Regions from separate parts of the Rattus norvegicus genome. Here region 2 is linked to region 1. A link is a contact called in public Hi-C data. All regions are on one chromosome and are shown on one strand. Each heading gives the region's core, a stretch centred on a gene start, on an enhancer-like site or on the middle of the called end of the contact. The rest is flanking DNA. Distances are from core to core; before and after follow the strand shown.

Region 1 (5,175 bases), core at 1,810-4,309:
GTGTCCTACCTACATTTGGAGGTCACTGACACCAACCTGTCAACTGGGATTGTCTTCTACCTGTCTCCTTTGTCCTTGACTCATTATTTACTCTTTCTTCCTTTTCTGGAGTTAATCATGCATTTCTAGTATTCCATTTTATCTGATTTATTCATGTTTTAGTTGTACTCTTAAATTCTAAAGTGGCTCCTCTGAGGCAAACAAACTTTAATTCCCATAAATAAAAGATACTGTCATGATCACCTGATACATTGACAGCAATACCAATGGATCCCATCTGTCAGTTATGTCTTAGATTTATCACTACCATAGATTTTTAACATTTCTGCACTTTAAGAACTGGTTCCACAGTTCTCTAACAGGCCACTCTGGCTCCTCCCCTTCTGTGGTTAGCTAGTATGTCCCTCTACACAAAACCTCAATGATGTGCACGTTGCTTTGGGAAGCTTTAGTTCTCCCAAAGGATGTAGTCAGAGAGCATGGACTTCCATATTTCCTGCCAACAACGTTTGCCTGCTGCTAGTGAAGAGTGATGAGGCCCTGCCAACCTCTCTCTGGTGTGGTTTCTTTGCCTGGGCACGCAGCTCAGACCACAGGCTTTACGTTACAGCTCATGATTCAGTCTGCAATTGGACTTTCAAACTTTTCCTTTCTTCAGGTTGGACTGTTTCTTTCTACCTGCCAAGTGATAGGTGCGTTAGAAAGGTTTGGTGAGCAAGAAGAAGGGGATTTCAGGTGAGTTCACAGCCTTGCCCTTTGAAATGCTAGTTGCCTGCCTATATTAATAGACAGACTTTAAATGAGTTCCGTAGATGACAGACTTGATGTCCTACTAATCCCTCTGCCACACAACCTAAGCAGCGTGTCCTCAGAAGATTCAATATCCAAACCCTTGAGAGGACACGGAGGGTCCAGCTGTGCTACCTGCACAAAAAGCTACGGAGCAGCACCATCTTTAAAGATTAAACCCACTATGCACAGTCAGTTACCTCACGAACAGGTCGGGATGTGCGAAAAAGTCTGCATACATTTCTAACAGAGATCTTCTCTCGAGAATAAATGTTGGAAGAACTACCTGTAAGACAGATGTTTGACTCCTGAGACCCAGATTCCACACTTCTGGAAGCCCTCATCCGTCCCATTCACACCCACCACAGGCCCCAGCTACAGAACCACTTCCCGAGGTGTCCCAGATCAGAACGCCACTGCCTGCCAAGCAGGTGCGGAACTTAGAGGGGCTCTAAACGCCTCCATGTTCCTCCGCGCAAACCTCTGCTGTCCCTAGGACACTAGCACTTATATCTTAGATGAAATATGACAAATATCACACAAAACATAAGTACTCTGGGGTCCAGTTGAGGGAATTTGCTCTGTTTGGGGAACCAGGAAGAAGACAGCTAAGAACCTATTTATCACGTTGCTTCTTAGAGGACAGTAAGGCTGTAGTAGAGGTGACACAGAAAATAAGACGTGAAGGAGTTGGAGGGAAACAACAGACCCCTCCCCTAGAAGGAAACACAAAGCCAGAGTGTGACAAGTACTAGCCTAGATTAGTATGGATCCTATCAGACTCCAAAGTTTTCATATTAAATAGATACATTCATGCTGGAGGGCATGAATCTAAAGGTGGTGAGGTTGGCGAGGATTTCTCACTGCAAATCAATCTCAGTTCTTAATCCATATAGCCCACTCACTGTCACCTCTGAGAACTACCTTTCACTCACCCACAGACATGCTCGATCGCTCATCTCAAACTTCACACTACACAGGAGACAAGCGAAGCCCACGCAGATCCCTGCTCATTTGTGACCAGTCACCCACCCACTCAGCCCACATGTGCGGCAGAGGGAGCGCAGTGCTGGTTCTCCTTACCTTTGTGAGGTCCATGCCGAGCCTGACCTGGGATAAGAGGTGCATGATAACGCTCTTGTGCTCCTCCACTGACCCTGCCTCCCCATCTTCATCTCTGTCGTCATGGGAGTCAAAAAGATCTGCAACGGAGACGGAGATGCTCATCTTAGACAGGCTCGGGATTGGCTGGGGTGCCCTGTCAGTAGTGCATACATTTCTACGGAAACAAAGTTCTCAGAGGGTCCTCACCAGCATCGCTTGTGCCATTGGACATGGAGGAATTCAGTGACTCTGTGGTGTCTGGGCGTTTTAAGCTATTTCCAGAGCTGCTGTGTGTCAGGACTGAGGCAGATCCAGAAGAACTGAATTTAAAAAAAAAGAACAACAACAATAAACAGTGAAACAGGTCAGCTTTTTTAGCAAAAGAGAGCAACATGGAAGGCAGGTGTCGATGCACAGTTACTGGAAATCAGTCAGTCCACCGAGAGACGGCAGAAACAGCCAACTTCTATAAGCAGCTGCCCACATGCACCCCACACTGAACCTGCACTGAGTACAGAGTGAGCTCAAATGAGCCCGGCTGAGGGCGGTGGTGGAGGCCGGCCGGTCTCTGCCTCTACACCCGAATCTGAAACCCGAGTTTACTTCCTCATTTCTCTGTGCACATGGAGACTGGCCAGTGACTGGCAATTTCTTCAAAATGGCAACAGTCCAAGCTGGGGGCCTCGGATCACACCTATGACCTCCAGCATTTGGGATGCAGAGGCAGGAGAACTGCTTTAAGTTTGAGGCCAGCCTAAGTTACAAGAGTGTGACTCTGCAAAAATCAAATCAGCAATGTAATCCACTGGAAGTCTTGGGTTCCTGTCTTTATTTTCTGAGATCCTGAGCAAAGTCCATAGAGGATTAATACTTTTTCTCAATATTTAAAAAGTAAATTTGAAATAACAACATTTTAAAGTATAATACTTTTACAAACACATTTATGGCAATTTACAGGCATAGAACTGTCTTTAAGAGCAGGTTATGGTAAAAAGATGACTTTATAAACAGGTTTAAGAAGGTCTAAAATGAGCCTCCTCTAAAAATCATCACTATCTACCAGAAGAGCCCACATGTAAATCCAATTAGCAAAGGGCACGCTGGCACAAAGGGCACGCTGGCACAAAGGGCATGCTGGCACGGGCCTTTAGTCCCTAAACTTGGGAGGCAGAGGCAGGCATTCTCTGTGAGTCTCAGGCCATTGAGTGTACACTGAGATGAATCCCTGGCCAGCTAGGGCTATAGAATAAGACCTTGTCTCAAAAATTTCTCATCATAGAGATGGAATACCAAGTCGTTTTACAAATCTGTGAACAATGTATCGCCTCTGGTGAAATATGTTAACTCTGTTGTTGTTTTTTGATCTTTAAGAGCCTTGACTACATCACAGCAGAAATGATCAGCAGGTGCTCAGCACTGCTGGCCTCCCACCAAGGCCCCCCACCAAGGCCTCCCCCAATGGCCGGCTCTACTCAGCAGACGGTCTCAACCTCTGCTTCTATAGATCACCCAGAGCATACAGTCCGGGCTTCACCCCATTGTTAAACACCTAAGTATGAGAGACAAGTGAACAATGACATGTACCGGACACTTTTACCACCTAAAAATCTTCTGGCCTCTGATGAAATTAATATATTAAAAATTAAGATTAGAGTATGCATGTATCCTACATTAAATATAGTTGCCTAGGTAACCTTATTTCGATCTATTTTGCAAAAATCCTTGGTTTCCTGCTTTTTTGCTTATTTAGTGTTAATATACATCATAAGGGAATATCAAGCATATCTGACTCATTTTAAGATGGAATGAATTAAAGACCCAGGTAAGAAATTAAATTATTTTTACATAAAAGAACTGTATGAGAATTCTTGTCACAATATTTGGTTTTGGCATAACATCAAAATAGAATCAATCTTTTAAGCCAACTCAACTTTATACCAAATTTATATCAGATTTATACTAAATTAATCTTTAAACCCCAACTGCTATAAAACATGAGTTTTATTTTGATAAAATTCCAAAGGCTTGTGGTGCCTTTTCTCTTTACTAATGGTTGCAGAAGACTAGCTATGACACGTTGGACACTTTAGTGTCAAGGTGGAAACAAACAGAAGCACGGGATCAATTCCAGATCTTCCACAGCTCACCTCATTTAGAGCAAAGAACGGGGTCACGAACATTTGCTTCCATCCAAGCTCATAAGGAAACTAGTACAATGATGGAGCACTTACATGAAGCACGATCATTCTGAGAACACAGATGCAGAGAGCAGTGAAGGCCTGATGGCCCGTGGCTGCAACGCAGAGGGGTTTTCTGAATCAGGCACGTCTAGCATGCCCAGAACCACTGTCTTCTGATGTACAGACATGGAACCACACTGGCCAATTATATGGTCTATGTGTTCCCAAGGAGAGGGTAACAAAAAGGAAAGGGTGCGGGCTCTGGAACACCCTTCCATTCAAGATACAGAGAAATACACAAGGACTTGACCTGAGTTAGAAAACTTCAGGCAGCAGCCAGTGACAGGTGTCACAACTCAAAGTCCAGATGACAGGCAACGGGGAACATGAATACCCTATTCAATCAGGGCCAGGCTTTGAGACAATGTGGACGCTAGCCTGCATACCAGTTTGAGAGTATTTAAAGCCACATCACAAACAAACAGAGCGAAGAACCTAGGTTGGCCCAAAGTACCCATACTCTTCATGAGTTTCAGACCCAAGCTGAGGATATCCAAGGAGAGCATAGCACAGAGAGGGAGGAGAGGAGCTCAGGATGTTAGACTGACACAGGGCTTACATTTGTGCCATTTCAAATGGGAGATTCGTGCACTGTGTATTAGGGGGCAGGAAATAGAGAATAGAGAGGGAACCAGAAAGAGGAAAGAGGGCAGGGCCTAAACTGTACGGATGGTTCTGTAGACACGCCCGTGACCGAGTTAATCACGAATATGTCAAGAATAAACTTAAACTAGACCACAAACCTTGGGTGACATTGTGAAGAGTTTATCATGGATGACTAACGTTCCCTTTAGAGGACTTTGGCAGAAAGATGGGTAAATCTTAAATCTATTGATTGACAAAAGACATTTAATCCTCTTACATTTAGAGTGATAGCTAAAGTTGGGCTGGTGGGGTGGCTTAGTGTCTGCAAACCTGATGATCTGAGTTCAATCCTAGGACATGCACAGTGAAAAAAGAAAATTGACTCCTGAAAGTTGTTCTCTGACTCCCACAGCTAACTGTGGTACAGCCCCCCAGACACAAAATGTAGTAAGAAATT
Region 2 (5,175 bases), core at 1,716-4,215, 88 kb after region 1:
TCCACCTACCCAGCCCTTTCTCATCAGCCCCTCAGACATGCATTTTATTTCATGTTAATAATACTCTACTAAAGCCGATTAATCTGACCACTGTTTGCTCCCTCCCTACCCCACTGGTACAGTATGGAAACTAGCACTCTCTCATTTCCTGTCAAACCAACCTCCTCAATGGTTTCCTAGGTCTGTACCCCACCCTGCACACCTTGTTCTCAAGACTGTGGTCAGAGCAGCCTGTAAAATAGGAATCTTATTGTGCTACTCTCTGATCAAGACTTCCTAGTGGGCTTTCATAGCAATAAAACTCTTATTTTTATTTTTTTTATTTTTAGTTTTTGGGAATAGGGTCTCACTCTGTAGCGCAGGCAGACCTGAAAGTTACTATGTGGACCCTGGGTTCTATCTAAGCACAGGGAAAAGATAACACCCAAACATATTATGATAATATATATGAACCTACTATGAACATACTATGATAATATGTATGAACCTACTATGAACATACTATGATAATATGTAAGAACCTACTATGAACATACTATGATAATATATATGGACCTACTATGAACATACTATGATAATATGTATGAACCTACTATGAACATACTATGATAATATATATGAACCTACTATGAACATACTATGATAATATGTATGAACCTACTATGAACATACTATGATAATATGTATGAGCCTACTAATGAACATACTATGATAATATATACGAACCTACTATGAACATACTATGTAATATGTATGAGCCTACTAATGAACATACTATGATAATATATACGAACCTACTATGAACATACTATGATAATATGTATGAACCTATTATGAACATACTATGATAATATATATGAACCTACTATGAACATACTATGATAATATATATGAACCTACTATGAACATACTATGATAATATATATGAACCTACTATGAACATACTATGATAATATATATGAACCTACTATGAACATACTATGATAATATATATGAACCTACTATGAACATACTATGATAATATGTATGAACCTAGATTTGCTTTCAGTTCTTGTCAGCAACTGAAGATTTAAAAAAAAGACTATAAAACATAAGCTCTTCCAAACACTGAATATGCATTGTATTAAATTTGTAAATCTGAAGTAATTTTCCTAATCACCTAAATAAATGAGCAGTTTAAGTTCTTTGTATAAGTTCATGCTACGTAATACCCACAAATGCTGTAGTAGAAAACAATCTGACATTCTGGAAACTTAGGAGTTCGTTTTGAAAATTCTTACTTTTTATCATTTAAAGAATATCTTGTTCTATCAGCAAGCCACATAAATCTAAAAATGCTAAAGAGATCAGTTTGACACAAATAAATTAAGGTATGGTGCCTGTGCTCAGAGATCCACCAAGCAAATAAAGCTTCTCTGGCCCAGAGGCCTCACCTCCCCAGTGACTGCAGAGCCCTGTGCTGCAGCCCCTGCGTCCAGCAGCTTCTGCTAGAGCTGCAGTGAAGTAGTCAACTACATTCGAGTGAAGAGTCCCAGCTACCTGCATTAGATTAGGAGCAACATTGCATATTTAACCTGAAAATAGAGCTGTTTTATATGATTAAAATGTTTTATGAAGTTAATGGAGTGGAAATTTCCAGGGGAGTACCATTATTTAAGAAATTCTAAACAAGTAACATTGTCAAGCACAGTTACTCTGTCAAGGATAAATGACGACACATTAGAGATGTCACTGCTGAGTATGCTGGCCTGCCTTTATTGTTCACAGGCAGCATCTTTCATGTCTATGTGTCCATCTCTTAAACAAGACAATGAAGAAAAACAACTGCGATATTCTGTCCTAGCGGAGGACGGCAGTGACCTAAGCACCTTTCCATTGCACATAGGGCCACTAGCAGACCTCACAACCAAAACATTTTCAAGCTGTAACTGTGCTTGGTAATCATTCACCTTGATCTATCTGGCAACCATAACGGTGATCACACATACAGTTCAGAGAAAGTACTGACATCTCCGAATAGTCTCATTTCTAAGTTTCCCGGATTGCTTTAAACCTAAAACAGACCTTATTCTGGGTAGGAGAAACAACAGAACACCAATATCAAAACTAATAGGCACTCCTAACAGATGACAGGTCCACAGCAGCAGATCACTAAATCCGCTTTATTTGCTGGTCTAGAGCTTTCAAAGCAAGATGAAAGGAGAGCGACCACACATACGTGCCTTACCCCTGCTACCGGTGAGCCACAGCATGCAATGCCGGAACATAGCAGTGGCAGATGGCATTGGAGTTAGTAACTACAGAAAGGAGAATGGCAGAGCAATGATGGCTGGCAGACAAGACACAGAAATGCAGATGGAATGAATGCAAACTTAGAGTTCTTGAAGCAGAGCAAAACCTTTCAGGCAAAGGCTGCCTCTAGCTTCAGTTGAATTTACATTTTGAGCTTCACACGGACAAACACTGCAGCCTTCACAATCAGTCCTTAGACTCTTCATGCAGAAGCAGAACCACACTCCTCCATAAAGAACTTCAGCAACCTTCTGTAAGCACAAGCCAGCAGCAGCAGCAGCCCATTACTCTCGCCTTTCACTGAGTTTTTATCCTTTAAATTTTTAATCTCTAATCGCGGCCAGATCCACAGTCGCTTCCAATTAATGTGCATCCACTGCAGATACAAATCCCTGCCTAACCTGCAGTACCACTTCATCCAGAAGGTTCCTGTGCACTCGTTCATGCAGGATCAGTTGCAAAGCCATTCAAGTCATTCAGCAAGCAACCAACCCACGGGAGAGGGAAGCAGGTGGGACTCTGAGGAGAGAAGCTCTCTTTTCAGCTCACCCTGGAAGTGGAAGGTTTTCTGATCCACAGTGATTGTGAAGGTGCTGTCGTCCTCGTCGTCTATACCAATCACAGCTCCCTGCGAGACAAAGAGCAAAATCCCAATAAGGCAAACAATGACATCAGCAATATTCACTACTGCTACAGCCCCGGAACACCCGATGCGCTGAGGACACTGGAAGCAGGCTAGCCGGAGCAGAGAAATCCGAGAACCTTGTTTTGCTTGAGGATGAACTACAGGAGAAGGGCTGGCAGGGCACCCTAGCTGAACCCTGCACGCAGACTTTCCATGCCTTGCATAAGGGACGGGGATGCAGTGGGAGGAACAAACAGAAGCTGAATCTGTAATCTGTTTAACAGCCAGCCATCGAGCCCTTCTGAGCTTTAAATTGCTCTCTAAAACAGGAGTCAGAAACCCACACCGCCCCAGGTTGTTGTGCAGTGCAAAGACGGCAGGTGCTCTGCACGGGGCTGCGTCTGCACCACCCTTGTTAGTGTAGAAACACCAGCTGACATTTGCTCCAAAACACCGTCCAATAACCAGATGCTCCCCAGCCACTTGTGTTGCTGGGGCACCACGGTTTTCACACAGTGCTTCTGTCTGTGCCTGTGTCTGCCTCCTCCCTGTAAACTGCTGTGCGGTTTTGGAACTCGGGAGTTTTCTCTTATTTTGACACACAGCACTTAAGTTTATGTACTGCATGGTTTCTAAGAGAAGACATGACTCTCAGACCGAAGTAAGAGGGCAGTGAGCTACACTGGCTGGCTGTTTCAGAAACTTTCAACTTTTTTTTGTATATTCAGACACAGGAATTAATGGGGCGGGGTGGGGGGGAGTGACACAAAATCAAAGTCTACTAGGCAATGTTCTTAAGGCATCAGCATCTTGCATATCCCAAAGGAGCTAGGGATACCACAGGAACACATTACTCTCACACGGTCTGTTTTAAGATAGCTTGAAAGGAAAAGTCAAAACACTGGAGAAAAAAACAGAAACAAAACAAAAAGCTTATCATATGAAACAAGTGGTGTGTAGGGTAACTACTCTTATCCTAAAAGGACTAATAAGAGTCAAAGATTTATTTATTTCTTCCCAGAGATAATACAGAAAAACCTCACCTCAATCTAAGCTCTATACACCTGGCTTACTTCGTCTTCAGTTTCAGAATGGATAATAAGAAATTTTGTCCCCATTCTTAATAAGGAAATGTCTACAGACCTAGTCTAGTCCCAACAGGAAGCTCACAGCTGGACCAGGACTGGCTGTCAGTTGCATGGCACCTCCTAGTCTAGCATGGACCCCCACCCTCAACACCACCACCAAGGCAGTCATTCTGGTTAACTTCACTTTGTGGTTAGCTGGGCGAACCTCATGACATTCTGATAAATCAATCATTCCCTGGGTCCAAATACTCAATAACCAAAACCAAGACCATAGTTTCATTATAACCGTGGTCCTTGCTCTGGAGGGCCTTCTGCTCCAGAAGAGCAGACAACGAGCGGAGTGCAGCTACCAAAAGTGCTCTCTACCTGGAGGAACCTTGGAAACAGTGTCAAAGAAGCTTGTCACCAAGGAGATAACCACATGGACAAACACAGATGGAAAGAAGTTCAGCAGTCCCTTGAGGGTAGGGTGAATAGGGACTGAATGCTAATAAGTAGGGGCAGGGAGGCTGTTTTGGAGACAAAACTCCTGGGCTCAAATAATTCTTCCAATGGAATCACGACACATACCACTATACCTGGCTGGCATTTAATTCTTCTCAGTGATAAAAAAAACATTCTGAAATTAACTGTACTATTATGCTGGTTGCACTATGAATATACCAAAAACATTAACCATATACATTAAATCAATATACTGTACAGCATGCGAGCTTTCTTTTCTTGAATACAGGTTCTCAAATAGCTCAAGTTGACTTAATTCTATGTAGCAGGATGACGTTGAACTCCTGATATTCCTGCCTCCAACTCTTAGAGCTGGGAATATGCATCATCATGCCCAGTTTTACATGGTACTGGGGACCCAGTCCTGGGCTTCGCACATGCTAGACAAGCACTCCCCACATACTAGACAAGCACTTCACACATGCTAGACTGACCCACATCCCCAGGCTCAGTACATAAGTTATAACTCAACCAGCTGTAATATATCAACCCACTTCTAAGTGCATGTTTGTTTGTTCTTCTGGGTTTCTTTCTACCTTCCTTCCTTCAAGATGTACTGGTGTTTTGCCTGCATGTATGTCTGTGTGAGGGTGTCAGATCCCTCATAACTGGAGTTACAGACAGTTGTGAGCTGCCATATGGGTGCTAGGAATTGAATTGAATCTG

What was found. Hi-C and Micro-C count contacts between places; a contact is called where the count stands out from the background.
Region 2: a Hi-C map of liver shows a contact between it and region 1, with 4 times the contacts expected there. The contact joins two enhancer-like sites. A contact is called at or near these places in 8 of 12 Hi-C or Micro-C datasets (the A7r5 cell line, the Rat2 cell line, hepatocytes and 4 more).

What each region holds. Positions count from the first base shown.
Region 1 is chr5:129,056,707-129,061,881 of GRCr8, forward strand. It overlaps Osbpl9 (oxysterol binding protein-like 9), which reads right to left. Exons shown (of 23, transcript NM_001044234.2): 12 at 2,101-2,213; 13 at 1,873-1,991; 14 at 990-1,075. Among named protein-coding and RNA genes, the nearest start is that of Mir761, 54 kb to the left of the region's middle. Within about 2 kb of position 3,060, at least 1 of the 93 cell types and tissues checked has an H3K27ac peak or open chromatin away from gene starts, as enhancers often do. A contact at or near this core is called in liver, where this site is marked.
Region 2 is chr5:129,144,701-129,149,875 of GRCr8, forward strand. Osbpl9 (oxysterol binding protein-like 9) reads right to left here. Exons shown (of 23, transcript NM_001044234.2): 3 at 2,842-2,920. Among named protein-coding and RNA genes, the nearest start is that of Osbpl9, 44 kb to the right of the region's middle. Within about 2 kb of position 2,966, at least 44 of the 93 cell types and tissues checked have an H3K27ac peak or open chromatin away from gene starts, as enhancers often do. A contact at or near this core is called in liver, where this site is marked.